Regions from separate parts of the Callithrix jacchus genome. Here region 2 is linked to region 1. The links are chromatin contacts, called in public Hi-C maps. All regions are on one chromosome and are shown on one strand. The core of a region is the stretch at or near the end of the contact, and the rest is flanking DNA. Distances in the headings are between cores, read along the strand shown. Region 1 holds the start of KIF1B (kinesin family member 1B). Region 2 overlaps KIF1B (kinesin family member 1B).

Region 1 (7,467 bases), core at 3,796-6,295:
CCCCACACCTCATTCTTCAAAATTGCCTCGGGTGGCTTTGTTATATGAATTTTTTTTTTTGAGACGGAGTCTTGCTCTGGAGACAGGCTGAAGTGCAGTGGTGAAATCTCGGCTCGCTGCAACCTCTGCCTCCTGGGTTCAAGTGATTCTTCCACCTCAGCCTCCCAAGTAGCTGGGACCACAGGCGTGTGCCACCACGCCCGGCTAATTTTTGTATTTTTAGGGAGGGAGGCAGGGAGGGGGAGGAAGAGAGGGAGGGAGAAAGGAAAGGAAAGGAAGAAGGAAGGAAGGAAGGAAGGGAGGGAGAGAAAGAAAGAAAAAGAGAGAAAGAAAGAAAAAGAGAGAAAGAAACTAAAGAGACAAATCACTGCAGTCTCTGTTTCTTCACTAAATCTTGATTTTTTTTTTTTTTTGAGACAGAGCCTCATTCTGTTGCCAGGCTGGAGTGCAATGGCTCGATCTCGGCTCACTGCAACTTCTGCCTCCCGGTTTTTTTAAAGTGATTCTTTTGCCTTAGCCTCCCGAGTAGCTGGGACTACAGGCATGCACCACCACGCCCAGCTAATTTTTGTATATTTAGTAGAGACAGTGTTTCACCATTTTGGCCAGGATGGTGTCGATCTCTTGACCTCGTGATCTACCCACTTCAACCTCCCAAAGTGCTGGGATTACAGGCGTGAGCCACTGCACCCGGTCTGAATTTTTTTTTTTAAAAAGACATGGAATATATTTGTCATATACATTTTACCATTACCTTGTCAAATTCCATAGAAAATGCATAATGTTGAAATTTTGATTAGAATTAAATTGTTTATAGATTAACTTGCTAAGAACTGACATCTTTATTTTTTTTCTTGTCCCAGAATAAATAATACCTCTCCATTTATTCAGGCCTTCTTTAGTGTGTTTCAGTACGTTGCATACCTTTTTCCCATATAAGTCTTTCTCATTTATTCTTATACATATATATATATTTTTGCAATTGAATCTTGCTCTTTTGCCCAGGCTGGAGTTTGGTGACACGATCTTGGCTCATTGCAGCCTCTGCTTCCCAGGTTCAAGCGATTCTCCTGCCTCAGCCTCCTGAGTAACTGGGATTATAGGCAATGCACAACCACATCTGGCTAACTTTTTGCATTTTTTTTGAGACAGAGTCTCACTCTGTCACCAGGTGCCAGGCTGGAGTGCAGTGGCACGATCTCGACTCACTGCAACCTTCCAGGCTCAATCGATCCTTCCAACTCAGCCTCATGAGCAGCTAGGACTACAGGCACATACCACCATGCCTGGCCAATTTTTTTTTCTTTGTTATTTTTTGTAGAGATAGGGTCTCATTATGTTGCCCAGGCTTGTCTCAAACTCCTAGGCTCAAGTGATCTGCTTTCTCCACTTCCCAAAGTACTGGGATTATAGGTGTGGGCCACAGCACCTGGCCAGGAAGACTTTTTTTTTTTTTTTTTTTTTGAGACGTAGTTTCACTCTCGTTACCCAGGCGCGATCTTGGCTCACCACAACCTCCACCTCCTGGGTTCAGGCAATTCTCCTGCCTCAGCCTTCTGAGTAGCTGGGATTACAGGCACGCGCCACCATGCCCAGATACTTTTTATATTTTTAGCAGAGACGGTGTTTCACCTTGTTGACCAAGATGGTCTCGATCTCTTGACCTCATGATCCACCAGCCTCGGACTCCCAAAGTGCTGGGATTACAGGCGTGAGCCACTGCACCCAGCCCAGGAAGACTTGATTTTTAAAAAAGATGCCATTAAAAATAGCAATAAAGGCCAGGCTCGGTGGCTCACACCTGTAGTCTCAGCACTTTGGGAGACTGAGGCTGATGGATCACTTGAGTCCGGGAGTTTAATACCAGCCTGGGCTACATAGTGAAACCCAATCTCTACAAACAAATAGAAAAATTAGCCATCTAATTGTGCCTACAGTCCCAGCTACTCAGGAGGCTGAGGTGGAAGGATGGATTGAACCAGGGGCAGAGGTTGAGTCTATGGTGAGCTGTGATCACACCACTGCACTCTAGCCTGGGTGACAGAGTGAGACCCTGTCTAAAATAATAACAATAACAATAATAATAATAATAATAATAAAGTCTTTCTATTAGAAAGGAATAGTTTGGGTCAGACACGGTGGCTCATACCTGTAAACCCAGCACTTTGGGAAGCTAAGGAGGGTATATCATGAGGTCAAGAGATCGAGACTGTCTTCGCCAACATGGTGAAACTCTGTCTCTACTAAAAATACAAAAGTTAGCTGGGCATGATTGTGCACGCCTGTAATCCCAGCTACTCAGGAGGCTAAGGCAGGAGAATCACTTGAATTTAGGAGGTGAAGGTAGCAGTGAGCCAAAATTGCGCCACTGCACTAAAGCCTGGCAACAGAGCAAGACTCCCTCTCAAAAAAAAAAAAGGAACACTTTGTATTTTTGTATATTGATTTTGTATCCAGAAACCTGAGAGTGATTGTGATAGGAGCGTGGCAGTGCGTCACCTTACTAGATTTTCTGATGTTATGTCCTTGCATTCCAGAGAACTGTCCTACCAGGTCGTGACTAAATTTAATTTTCTAGTAATTTATTTACTATTTTAAAGAGATGCTTTTGTACAGAATTTGTAATCTGAGAAACTGGCTGAGCAGAGTGACTCCATCTGTCAGAGAGGCAAAAAAGGCTTATGTGGAGTGGGCGGATTGGCCTTGGATCCTAGAGCAGCCTTCTCTGCCTTTATTGACCCTGCTCTGTGCCCTTTGGTTGGCTTCTTCTCCTGCCGATAACCCTCTTCACCGTATTTCATTTTTATTTTATTTTTCACTGAGACAGAGTCTCACTCTGTCTCCCAGGCTGGAGTGCAGTGGTGCAATCTCAGCCTCCTGCAACCTCTGCCTCTCAGGTTCAAGTGATTCTCCTGCCTCAGGCTCCCAAGTAGCTGGGATTGCAGGTATGCCCACCACGCCCGGCTAATTTTTGTATTTTTTAGTACAGACAGGGTTTTGCCATGTTGGTCAGGCTGGTCTCGAACTCCTGACCTCAAGTGATCTGCCCACCTCAGCCTCCCAATGTGTTGGGATTACAGGTGTGAGACACCGTGCCAGATTCTTGGCTACATTTTAGGTTCTTTTTAGATTGTGCTCCACTGAGAGCTCAAGCAATACAGTCATGCAGGTTTTTGTAACTCTCCATGGTGCTCATCACAGTCCTTACGCAACCAGGTCCACCTAGGATGAAGTGGTGTCTACTGTTGAATTGATGAGCTCCTGTTTATTAACCTACTGGAGTTTCATTTTTCTCTTAGCCTCAGGAAGCTCAGAGCTGAGTTCTGTGCTCAGTGGTAACGTATTTCCTTGACTCTGATTTTAAAAAATATTTTTCTGGCCGGGCCCTGTGGCTCATCCCAGCACTTTGGGATTACCTGACGACAGGAGTTCAAAAACCAGCCTGACCAACACCGTGAAACTCCTCCTCTACTGCAAAAATTAGCCAGGCGTGGTGGCCCGTGCCTGTCATCCCAGCTACTCAGGAGGCAGAGCAGGAGAATCACTTGAACCTGGTTGCAGAGGTTGCAGTGAGCCGAGAGCATGCCATTGCACTACCACCTGGCCACAGAGTGAAACTCCTTCTCAAAAAAAAAAAAAAAAAAAAAAAAATTCTTTCTAGGCATGCCTCTTATTCAAACAGCTTTAAAAAAATAGTCTGTTATTACTTGTTTCTTTTATTATCATGAATTTTACGCCTATTTTAATGCCATACAATTTCACTGCTGTATCCTTTAGTGTAAACTATGTCAAATCCTTTTGCCGGTAGGTGGAGTTTAAATTCTAAATAAAATGAGAAGAGATCAATAAAAGCGAAGAATCTGAGGACTTGAGTGGTGGTGGAGATTTTCCAGAATTACTAGTGTAGAAAATTAATTTCGATGTTTTAGTGCATATAATTGTAAATAATGTCTTTTACTCAAAATAATACTGTATTGAATTCAGGGGAAGGAATCTGATTTTACTTTCAACATCTGCTAGTAAATAAAAAACATTTCACAACCTTATAAAGTAATAGTGCCAGCCTGGGCCTGATAATTACATATGTTATCACTGAAGACGATATTGTATTACGTACTGAACTGAACTGAACTGTTTATGAACAGTGAGATTTTTATTTTGAGCTGAACCTAAATCTGATTTTAAAGAAATCACTGTCGCGTTTTTGTGTCCTCCGGGTTTCTGATTTCCACTATGCGTCCTTCAAGGGCATCTCCCAGAAGGGGGCTGGGCTCATTAACTCAGAGACGCTGCAAAGCGTTTGTTCCTCTCTTCACGGCCCTTCCGCGGTCTCCCAAGGAGACAAGTGGAATGCCCACCAAGTCATGCTTTTCCATTACTCATTCCGCCTTCTCTCCTGAGGTGGCGCGTGGGAGGTGTTGCGCTCGGGTTCGGTAAGAATAGGCCCGGCAGCTTCCCGCGGGATGCGCTTATCCCTTCGCGGGGTTCCGCTCCCACCGCGCCGCGTTCGGCCGGTTCCGCCCGCGAGATGTTTTCCAGACAGACAATGACTCCACTCGCGACGCCTCCCATGTTGATCCCAGCTCCTCCGCGAGCATCTGGACTCCTGGGCCCCGCCTCACTCTACTCTGTCAATCTTTTGTCTCCGGACGAGGAGAATTATCGGGGTGGGCTAGGCACGGCTGATGCCGACGAACGCCCTTGGGGGTCACCCGGGAGGGAACTCTGGCTCCGGCTTTGGCCAACCCCGCACCCCCACACCGCGCCGGCACCGGGGCCTCCAGGGGGCGCTCGCATGCCCACACCTCGCCGGACCCCCGTGGCCACCAGGGGGCGCTCGGGCGTCCCTGCAGCCCCCGGCAGCCGCCCCGCTCCCGGCTCCCCCTGCGATTGGCCCGCTTCCCCGAGCTCTGCTCTGTGATTGGCTGCAGTCTCCGTCCGTCGCGGGCGCCGGGGCGGGCCGAGGTGACGCGCCGAGGCCCAGCTCGGGGCGGTGTCCCGCGCCGGCGACTGCAGGCGGAGTTTCGCGAGGACCTACGCGGGGCAGTCTGACGGCAGCCCTCCTGGGAGGCGCCCGCGCGCGTCGGAGCCGCTCCCAGTCCTCCGCAGCCGTAACCGCCGGCCGTCGCCGCGCCCCGGCCTCCAGCCCTCGCGCACTCCCGCCCGCCGCCCACCTCCCACCTCTATGCGGAGCCGGGCTGCTGCGTGATGGCGCTACGGAGCGGCGCCCTGCGGCTCGCGGTGGCCGCTGCTCGCGCTGAGGTGCGTCGGTGCCCGGCCCCCAGCGCCCCCGCGCGCCTCGGCTCCTGTTGACCCGGTCTGCCCGTCGGTCCGCACCGCGGCTGAGGTGAGGCGGCAGGGCGGGAGGGGGTTGGCGCCGCGGTAGCCGGACCGGGGAGGGGGCCGTTCACGCGGCGGGGAGCGGCCGGGCCGGGGGCCGGGGGCCGGGCGGGGTCTGAGGGGAGGAAGCGCGGGGCGGGGGCCGGGTGCAGGAGCCTCGCCCTCGGGGGTGGGAACCCCTCTCTCGGCCAGCTGCGAGTCCCGGGCTGGCGTCCAGCGTCCAGCTGGGGCCCCCGCAGTGTCCCGCACCGGCCCTCCGTTTCGCCCGCGCTGCCAGGCCCCGGCTGTGCCCAGCGCCCTCTAGACCCGCCGTTGCCCGGCGGTTTTCTGGGCTCCACGCACGTTGCAGCACTGGGGGACGGCCCCGTTCCATTTGAAGCCATCGTTTTTTTTTCTTCTCCCTTTTCCCCCTTTATGGTGGGCATCGGGCTTCGGCTGGGAATGTGGGTGGTTATGCCCTTTTGCCAGATGGAGATAGGAAGGGCCATCGCTTGGCACTGGGGGAGCCGAGGGCTCGAGGCCTGGAAAGGGGGGTGAGATGGAAAGGGAGGGGGCTTGTTGGATGCTGGCCAGGTGTGAGGAAGGCTGGTGTGGTCTCGGCGTTCAGCACTGGGATTACTCAGGCAGCCATATTGGGAGGATGATCTGACAAATCCTTTAGGAGCCAAGTCCAGTTGCTGGAAGGCACCGAGTGACAGCCCTGGCAGCTTTCAGGGTGACTGGCCAGACCAGAAGCCAAGTTGTGGGGGTTGGGAGGCTGCTTAAGCAAGCTAGTCATTGTTCAGGCAACACAAAACATTCCTGGCCCTAACGCCAGAATGGAGCTTCCAGATCATTTTTTTGTTTTCCTTGATTGCTAAATGAGCTTCCAAGGTAAACTGCCGTCAAGATTCCATTCTTGTTGGGGTGAAATTCCGTGTTTTATATTCATCATCTGCGTCCATTGCGGGGGCTGTGGAAGGTCCGATGATGCTTTACAGGTGCAAACCGCGATCTGAGGATTGCTAAGGCCACTGTATCAGTATGGAGGCCTCTAGTAGCCATACAGCATTGGATGGATAGATTTTCAGAGTTGCTCAACTTGCAGAGAAGAAGTAAACCAGAATACTCTGATAGTGGGTGAGGCTTGCGGCTGCATTTCTGAGGACTCAGGCTGTCATCTTTGTGGAATCTCGAGGTAGCTGAAATTAGATTGTCAACAGATCCCTTGCTCATATCTCTTACTGCTTTGGGCAGCTGTTCTGCCACCACTGAACATTCCACTTTGTGTCGTGATGTGCCTGTCTGAGCCTGATAGAAGTGCGCTGATGAGATTTGAATAACTCTTCAGAGGTGATAGCATGGTGGTTATTTTATTTGAAGGCTGGCATTTTGTCTCCTTAGTTTAGTCAAACCAAATCTGGTTCTTGTCTTCCTCTAAGAAGTGAGGTGGTGCTTTCTGATTACGTCGGCATGGTTGTTGGGTTATGGAGCAAGTGGAGTTGTGAATGTGTTGTTTGAGGATGGAAGGTGAGAATTGCAGTTAGGTTGGTGTAAAGCAGGTCTGGAGATGATCAGTAACTGGGTTCAGCATGAGTCTGTAGATCTGTCCTTTCCTACATCCTAGATGTAGGATGTGGAGAGATGGCATGCCTGCTTTCTTCTTTGTGACCTTTGCTTTCATTCAAATTCAATTTCTTAATAAATAAAATCTCATAATTTTTTTTTTCCTTTGCAGGGGCCTATGGAAAATTCTCATAACTTCTTAGGTCGAACTATTTAAAAAATTTTGGGCTGGGTGCGGTGGCTCATGCCTTGTAATCCCAACACTTTGGGAGGCTGAGGCAGGATGATCTTTTGAGCTCAGGAGTTGGAGACCACCCTGGGCAACACAGTGGGGCTCTGTCTCTACAAAAATAAATAAATAAATAGCTGGGCATGGTGGCTCATGCCTGCTGTAGTCCCAGCTGTTTGGGAGGCTGAGGTGGCAGGATTGCTTGTGGCCAGCCTGGGCAACAGCAAGACTCTGGCTCAGACAAAAACACACAAACAAACCATAACCCCCTCCCCCCTGCCATATATATATATATATGTTTTATATAAATTAAAAACATTGGATAGGTTTTGCTAAGCATAGTCTTAACACAC
Region 2 (7,596 bases), core at 1,994-4,493, 42 kb after region 1:
TTAGAATATTGGGCCAGGCATGGTAGCTCATGCCTGTAATTCAAGTACTTTGGGATGCTTAGGAAGGAGGATTGCTTGAGCCAGGAGTTTGACACCAGCGTGGGCAACCTGGCAAAGCCCTGAGTCTCTTCAAAAAAATTTAAATATTGGCTTGGCATGGTAGCCCACACCTGTAGGCCTAGCTACTTGGGAGGCTGAGGAGCGAGGATCACTTGAGCCCAGGAATTCTAGGCTGCAGTTAGCCATGATTAAGCCACTGCACTTCAGCCTGGGTGACAGACCAAGACACTGTCTGGGGAAAAAAAATTGATTTGTTTTTGATAGAGGCAGTTATTTATTCATTTTGTAATGGAGTCTGGGTCTTGTTGCCCAGACTGGAGTGCAATGGTGCAATCTTGGTTCACTGCAAACTCTGCCTCCCAGGTTCAGACGATTCTCCTGCCTCAGCCTCCCAATTAGCTGGGATTACAGGCGTGCACCACCACGCCTGGCCAGTTTTTGTAATTTTAGTGGAAACAGGGTTTCTCCACGTTGGTCAGGTTGGCCTCGAACTCTCTATCTCAGGTGATTGGCCTGCCTCAGACTCCCAAAGTCCTGGTATTACAGGCGTGAGCCACTGAACCCGGCCAGAAGCAATTATTTTAAAAGCAGCTTGGGGTGGGTGCAGTGGCACGCACCTGTAATCCTAGCATTTTGGGAGGCTAAGACAGATGGATCACCTGATGTCAGGAGTTCAAGATCAGCCTGGCCAACATGGTGAAACCTCATCTTACTAAAATACAAAAATTCTGGGCACAGTGGCTCACACCTGTAATCCCAGCACTTCAGGAGGCCGAGGTGGGCGAATCACGAGGTCAGGAGTTCAAGACCAGCCTGACCAATATCTCTACTAAAAATTAGCCAGATGTGGTGGTGAGCATCTGTAGTACCAGCTACTCAGGCTGCTGAGGCAGGAGAATTGCTTGAACCCAGGAGGCAGAGGTTGCAGTGAGCTGAAATTGCACCACTGCACTCCAGCCTGGGAAGGTGAGTGGGACTCTGTCTCAAAATAATAATAATAATAATAATAAGAATAATTATTATTATTAACTGAGCATGATGGCAGGTGCTTATAATCCCAGCTACTGAGGAAGCTGAGACAGGAGAATTGCTTGAACCTGCGAGGCGGTGGGTGCACTTAGCTGAGATCACACCACTGCACTCCAGCCTGGGAAGGTGAGTGAGACTCTGTCTAAAAAAAAAAATAAAAATAAAAGCAGCTTGGTTTTGAAGATGTAAGTTAGGAAAATCTATTAGTTTCAGAAGCTTCGAAGGTCTGGGAGAAAGGAATATTGACAAAGAAGAAAAGGATTTTGTGTGAATTGAGGAAGTTAACTCATTAGTGTAGTTTTTGTTTATTTCTTTGTTTCTTTTTTTACTGAGGAAAAGAGAACAAAGGTATAAGATTGGAGTAGTCTTTCAGTCATTCTTTGTAGAATTGGTAGCTAAAAGGCTGAGTGAAATATGACTTAAAAGCTTTATTGGCCAGGCACAGTGGCTGACCCCTGTAATCCCAGCACTTTGGGATGCCAAGGCAGGTGGATCACCTTAAGTCAGGAGTTAAAGACTGGCCTGACCAACATGGTGAAACTCTGTCTCTACTAAAAATACAAAATTAGCTGGGTGTGGTGGCATTTGCCTGTAATCCTAGATACTTGGGGGCTGAGGCAGGACAATCACTTGAACCCAGGAGGTAGAGACTGCAGTGAGCTGACGTCCCACCATTGCACTCCAGCCTGGGCAACAAGAGCAAAACTCCCATCTCACACGCACAAAAAAGCTTTATCATTTATTTTGTGGCCCTGTCTTATGGTTCAGAGGGCCACTTTCTAAAAGTTTTTTGAAAGCAAATTTTCTAGAGGCTTGAAGTGTTCATTATCACCATGTTTTTGAGGGTGAGAATTACCTCAGAGGGCATGCCTTGTCTCATTATTGTTCTTATTGCTGAGCTACTGAAACCTAGAATCTGACTAACACAGTATGACACTCATTTCCGTTTTCTTGGTAGAATTTGTGTGGTCATTCATGTTTTAGGAACTACAATCCTCTTAGTTCCTATTTATTTATTTATTGAGATGGAGTCTGGCTCTGTTGCCAGGCTGGAGTGCAGTGGCGCCATCTCACCTCACTGCAAGTTCCAGCTCCCTGGTTCAAGCAATTTTTCTGCTACAGCCTCCCGAGTAGCTGGGATTACAGGTGCCCACCACCACACCCAGCTAATTTTTGTATTTTTAGTAGAGATGGGGTTTCACAATGTTGGCCAGTGTGGTCTCGAGCTCCTGACCTTGTGGTCTGCCCACCTCGGCCTCCCACAGTGGTAGGATTACAGGTGTGAGCCACCATGCCCGGCCCTCAGTTCCCACTTGGTTCACTGCAGCTTGGACCTCCCTGGGCTCAGGTGATCTTACTGCCTAAGCCCCCTCAGTAGCTGGGAGTACACGAACACACCACCATGTCTGGCTAACTTTTGTATTTTTGGAGAGATGGGATTTCACCATGTTGCCCCGCTGGTCTCAAATTCCTGGACTCAAGTGATCTCCTGCCTGAGCCTCCCAAAGTGCTGGGATTGTAAGTATGAGTCGCCATTGCCTGGCCATAAAGAGAGTTTTTTATTTTTATTTTTTTTTGAAACAGAGTTTTGCTGTTGTTGCCCAGGCTGAAGTGCAGTGATGCAGACTTGGCTCACTGTAACCTCCACCTCCTGGGTTCAAGCGATTCTTTTGTCTCAGCCTCCCGAGTAGCTGGAAATATAGGTGTGCACCATCACGCCTGGCTAATTTTTTATATTTTTAGCAGAGATGGGGTTTCACCATGTTGGCCAGGCTGGTCTCCAACTCCTGACCTCAGGTGATCCGCCCACCTTGGCTGGCCTCCCAAAGTGCTGGGATTACAGGCGTGAGCCACTGCTCCCTGCCCATAAAGAGAGTTTTAAACAATGCGTATAGTATGATTTTAGTGGGGTGGCCACTTACACGTACATGTGCACATGTATCAATGAAAATGCCTTCCTACCTTTAGCCTTGGCAATGCTGCATTTAGGGAATAAGCATTTAAATGATGGTGTCTTGGCTAACAGTGTGAACTCTGGAGCCAACCTCTCCAAAATTATATCCTGAATCTGGCACTAGCTAGGTCTGGAGCCATTAATAAGTTATTTAACCTCTCTTGATGGTGTCTTTATCTGTAAAATGGGGGTAATGAAACATCTGCCTTATTGAGTGGTTGGGAGCATAAAATAGGTTAGTAGTTCTGGTGTGGTGGCTCATACCTGTAATCCCAGCACTTTGAGAAGCTGAGGCATGAGTATGGCTTGAGCCCAGGAGTTTGAGACCAGCCTGGGCAACACAGTGAGATCCCATCGCTACAAAAAATAAAAACAATTAGTTGGGTGTGATGGTATGAAGCTATGGTCCTATCTACACAGGAGGCTGAGGTGGGAGGATCACTTGAGCCCAGGAGGTTGAGTCTGTACGGAATTGTGATCGTATCACTGTACTCCAGTCTGGGCCACAGAGTGAGATCCTGTCTCAGGGGGGAGAAAAAGGGGTTAGTAGATAGAAAGTACTTATGGCTCAGAGTAAGTGTTCTGTGCACGTTGGCTGTTTTTTAAATCTTGTATTTAATACCTCTTTGGTTAGAAGTACACTGCTTTGCTTGGATTACCATTTGTATGTAGAGAGGTGTTCTTTCTAGAACCATGTCTCCTTGTCACATGATTATGTACAGTGTGAGCTTTATTAATACTCTGTCAGCATTTGAGGTTGGAACATAAGTGCATGGTTATACCCAGTGGAATCCAGCAAGAGAGAGAATCCTAAGAACCATAGCAACTGTTGCTATTTGTGTACTGAGTAGCAGCTGTCCGAGACAGATTTATTTTTTAATCCTGATCTCACTGATAGCCTAAGATACGGCCTTGCCTCAAAAGTGTGGATTGGTTGAGATGTCCAGTCTTTGAGGAGATTTCATGACCGCATGCCATAAAGATTCATGTGAAATTTGAGGAGCTAAAGCTTTGTGTGTATGAGTGAGGGAGAAAGATTAAGTTTTAGCATTCATAGTCAGTCCCTGAAGTATAATGTGGCTAGATTAATGACATGAGAAATCACTCTTAACATGGGCAGTGAGACTTCGTGCATTTCAGTCAAAAAAATAATTTTGCTGTAATATGGTTCATTTCCAAATTTTGGCTGCAAACTAACCTAGAGAGGATAAAAAACAGAATATTTACTGAGTGTCTACTTTAGGCCAGGGTCTGTTCTGAATACTGATAGCATGGTTAATTACATTCTAAAATAACTTAGTCTGTGATTCCACTGTATACTACATTACGTACATACACATACATACACGTTTACATACTTGTCAACCGTAGATTTTAGAAATAATAGAGTTGATCCTGAGGGGAGGCAACTCCTGTAAAATTTTAAAAAACTAGAAAAAAGAAGGAACATTTGTTATGAGTGCTTCATTAGCAAATGCTTTTCTGAAGTAGCAAGTAAGATCTTTAAAAAGAGCTTCTTTCAAACAGTGGTTGGATTCATTCAATAATTTTCTGATTTTCACTTTTTTTTTTCTTGAGATGAAGTCTCACTCTGTTGCCCAGGCTAGCTGCAAATTCTGCCTCCTGGGTTCAAATGATTCTCTTGCCTCAGCCTCCAGAGTAGCTGGGATTACAGGCACGTACCACTACGCCTGGCTGACTTTTCTATTTTTAGTACAGATGGGGTTTAATCATGTTCACTAGGCTGGTCTCAAACTCCTGACCTCGAGTCATCCACCTGCCTTGATATCCCAAAGTGCTGGGTTTACAGGTGTGAGCCACTGCACCCAGCTCCATTTCCGATGTGTTCCAATATTTCTGTGCTTAACAGGTGCCTTGCAGTACTAGTGTGGGCCAGGTGTGGGGGCTCATGCCTATGATCCCAGCCAGCACTTTGGGAGGATGAGACGGGTGGATCACCTGAGGTCAGGTGTTCGAGACCAGCCTGGCCAACATGGGAAACCCTGTCTCTACCAAAAATACAAAAATTATCTGGGCATGGTGGTGGGGTGCCTGTAATCCCAGCTACTCAGGAGACTGAGGCAGGAGAATTTCTTAAGCCTGGGAGGTGGAGGTTGCAGAGAGATGAGATCATGCCACTGCACTCCAGCCTGGGGAATAGAGTGAGACTCTGTCTCCAAAAAGAATAGAAATAGTAATGTGGTTCATTTCCAAATTTTGACTGCTAACTTAACTAGGGAGAATAGAGGTTGTCACAGAATATTTACTGAGCATCTACTTTATATCAGGATCAGTTCCGAATACTGGTAACACACAGTTAATACTGTTGGTCTGGTTTTTTAAGTTCCATGTATAAATTACCTCTTAAAACTGTGATTATTTTTTCGTCCCCTCCCCTCCCCTTCTCCCTTTTTGAGACAGGATCTCAAAATAGGCTGGACTGCAGTTGACCGATAATAGCTAACTACAACCTCAAACTTCCAGACTCAAGCAATCCTCCCACCTCAGCTTCCTAAGTAGCTAGGACTGCAGGCGTGTACTGCCATGCCAGATAGTTTTTTTGCATTTTTTGGTAGAGACGGGGGTTCACCATGTTGCCCAGGGTGATCTTGAACTCCTGACCTCAAGTGATCTGCCTGCCTCAGACTCCCAAAGTGCTGAGATTACAGGCATGAACCACTGAGCCCAGCCTGTTGATTTTTAGTTGCCCTATTCAGATTTAGTGGTATGAATTTACTGATTGCGGTGTTTTGAACACACAGAATAACATGTTTAACTAAAGAACTTGTAATTGAGTGACTTATAAAATGAAACATTTTTTATCTTCTAGGTATTATTAACCCAAAGAATCCAAAGGAAGCTCCAAAATCCTTCAGCTTCGACTATTCCTACTGGTCTCATACCTCAGTGAGTACCCTCATTCCACAGCACTGCCAGCTCCTGCCTCCTTTCCTCTTTCCTTGACAATTTGTCTTTTCTCTTAGCTGAGCATGTCCAAGTTTTGTTTTTTAAGTGTTGTCTAGCATAAGTTTATTTTTTGATATAGTAAAGTAGCATTTTCATTCTTAGAAAGTATTTTGGTCGATGGAAAGTTTATGCACACATATATATGTAAATATATATACGTATAGAACATATTTTAGCTTACACCAAATTTATGCTGAACCTACACTAAATTTATACTGATTTAGACATCCCTTGAGGATTTATTTATCAGTATCTTAGGATCCTCATTACCAACATTATTGTCCATTGATCTTAGGAAATGCCAAATTATTATTATTATTGTTATTTATTTATTTTTTTCGAGACCCAGTCTCGCTCTATCACCCAGGCTGGAGTGCAGTGGAGCAATCTTGGCTCACTGCAACCTCTGCTTTCTGGGTTTAAGGAAGCTGGGACTACAGGCACCCAGCTAATTTTTCTATTTTTAGTAGAGACGGGGTTTCATCATATTGGCCAGGCTGATCTCGAATTCCTGACCTCTCCACCTGCTTCAGCCTCCCAACATGCTGAGATTATAGGCATGAGTGACTGTGCCTGGCCAATTGCTTTTTTAATTGTAGTAAGGCAGTGTGAGTTTTGAACATTTTGAAAGATGAAACCCTGTCTCTATTAAAAATACAAAAAAAAAAAAAAATTAGCAGCTAGGTGCAGTGGTTCATGCCTGTAATTTAGCGCTTTGGGAGGCTGAGGCGGGCAGATCACCTTAGGTCAGGAGTTTGAGACCAGCCTGGCTAACATGGTAAAACCCCATCTCTACTAAAAATACAAAAATTAGCCAGGCATGGTGGTGGGCACCTGTCATCGCAGCTACTCAGGAAGCTGAGACAGGAAAATTGCTTGAACCCCAGAGGCGGAGGCTGCAGTGAGTCAAGATTGTGCCAGTGCATGCCAGCCTGGGTAACAAAGAGTGAAACTCTGCCTCAAAAAAAAAGAAAAGAAAAGAAAATTAACTGGGCGTGGTGGCAGGTGCCCATAATCCCAGCTACTTGGGAGGCTGAGGCAGGAGAATAGCTTGAACCCGGGAGGTGGAGGTTGCAGTGAGCCAAGGTTACACCACTGTACTCCAGCCTGGGTGACAAAGCAAGATTCTGTCTCAAAAATGAATGAATGAATGAAAGAGGCTGCAGATCTACACGGGAAGCAAAAGATTACCAATGTCTAGGACAATGGAGAGTAGGGCCCTTTCTGGTACGCTTACTCAGTGTGGAACCCCAAATGTTGCTTCTTGTTAGGGTAGCGATTGTTCCTGGAGTTTACTTCTGCATGATTCATCTCTTTATTAGGTGTTTTTTGTTTTGTTTTTTCCTGCCTTTTTTATTTTTATTTTTTGACTGAGTCTTGCTTTGTTGCCCAGGGTGGAGTGCAGTGGCACAATCTCGGCTCACTGCATCTCTGCCTCTCCGATTCAAGCGATTCTCCTGCTGTAGCCTCCTGAGTAGCTGGGATTACAGTCGTGTGTCACCACGCCTGGCTAGTTTTTTTGTATTTTTAGTAAAGATGAGGTTTCGCCATGTTGGCCAGGCTCATCTCGAACTCCTGCCCTCAAG

Evidence for each region. Hi-C and Micro-C count contacts between places; a contact is called where the count stands out from the background.
Region 2: a contact with region 1 is called in a Hi-C map of skeletal muscle, with 4 times the contacts expected there. The contact joins the enhancer-like site here to the promoter of KIF1B in region 1. A contact is called at or near these places in 2 of 3 Hi-C or Micro-C datasets (both in skeletal muscle).

The regions. Positions count from the first base shown.
Region 1 is chr7:48,080,724-48,088,190 of calJac240_pri, forward strand. KIF1B (kinesin family member 1B) reads left to right here and starts at 5,046. Exons shown (of 47, transcript XM_078330358.1): 1 at 5,046-5,347.
Region 2 is chr7:48,124,893-48,132,488 of calJac240_pri, forward strand. KIF1B (kinesin family member 1B) reads left to right here. Exons shown (of 47, transcript XM_078330358.1): 3 at 5,874-5,950. Among named protein-coding and RNA genes, the nearest start is that of KIF1B, 43 kb to the left of the region's middle. Within about 2 kb of position 3,244, at least 1 of the 16 cell types and tissues checked has an H3K27ac peak or open chromatin away from gene starts, as enhancers often do. A contact at or near this core is called in skeletal muscle, where this site is marked.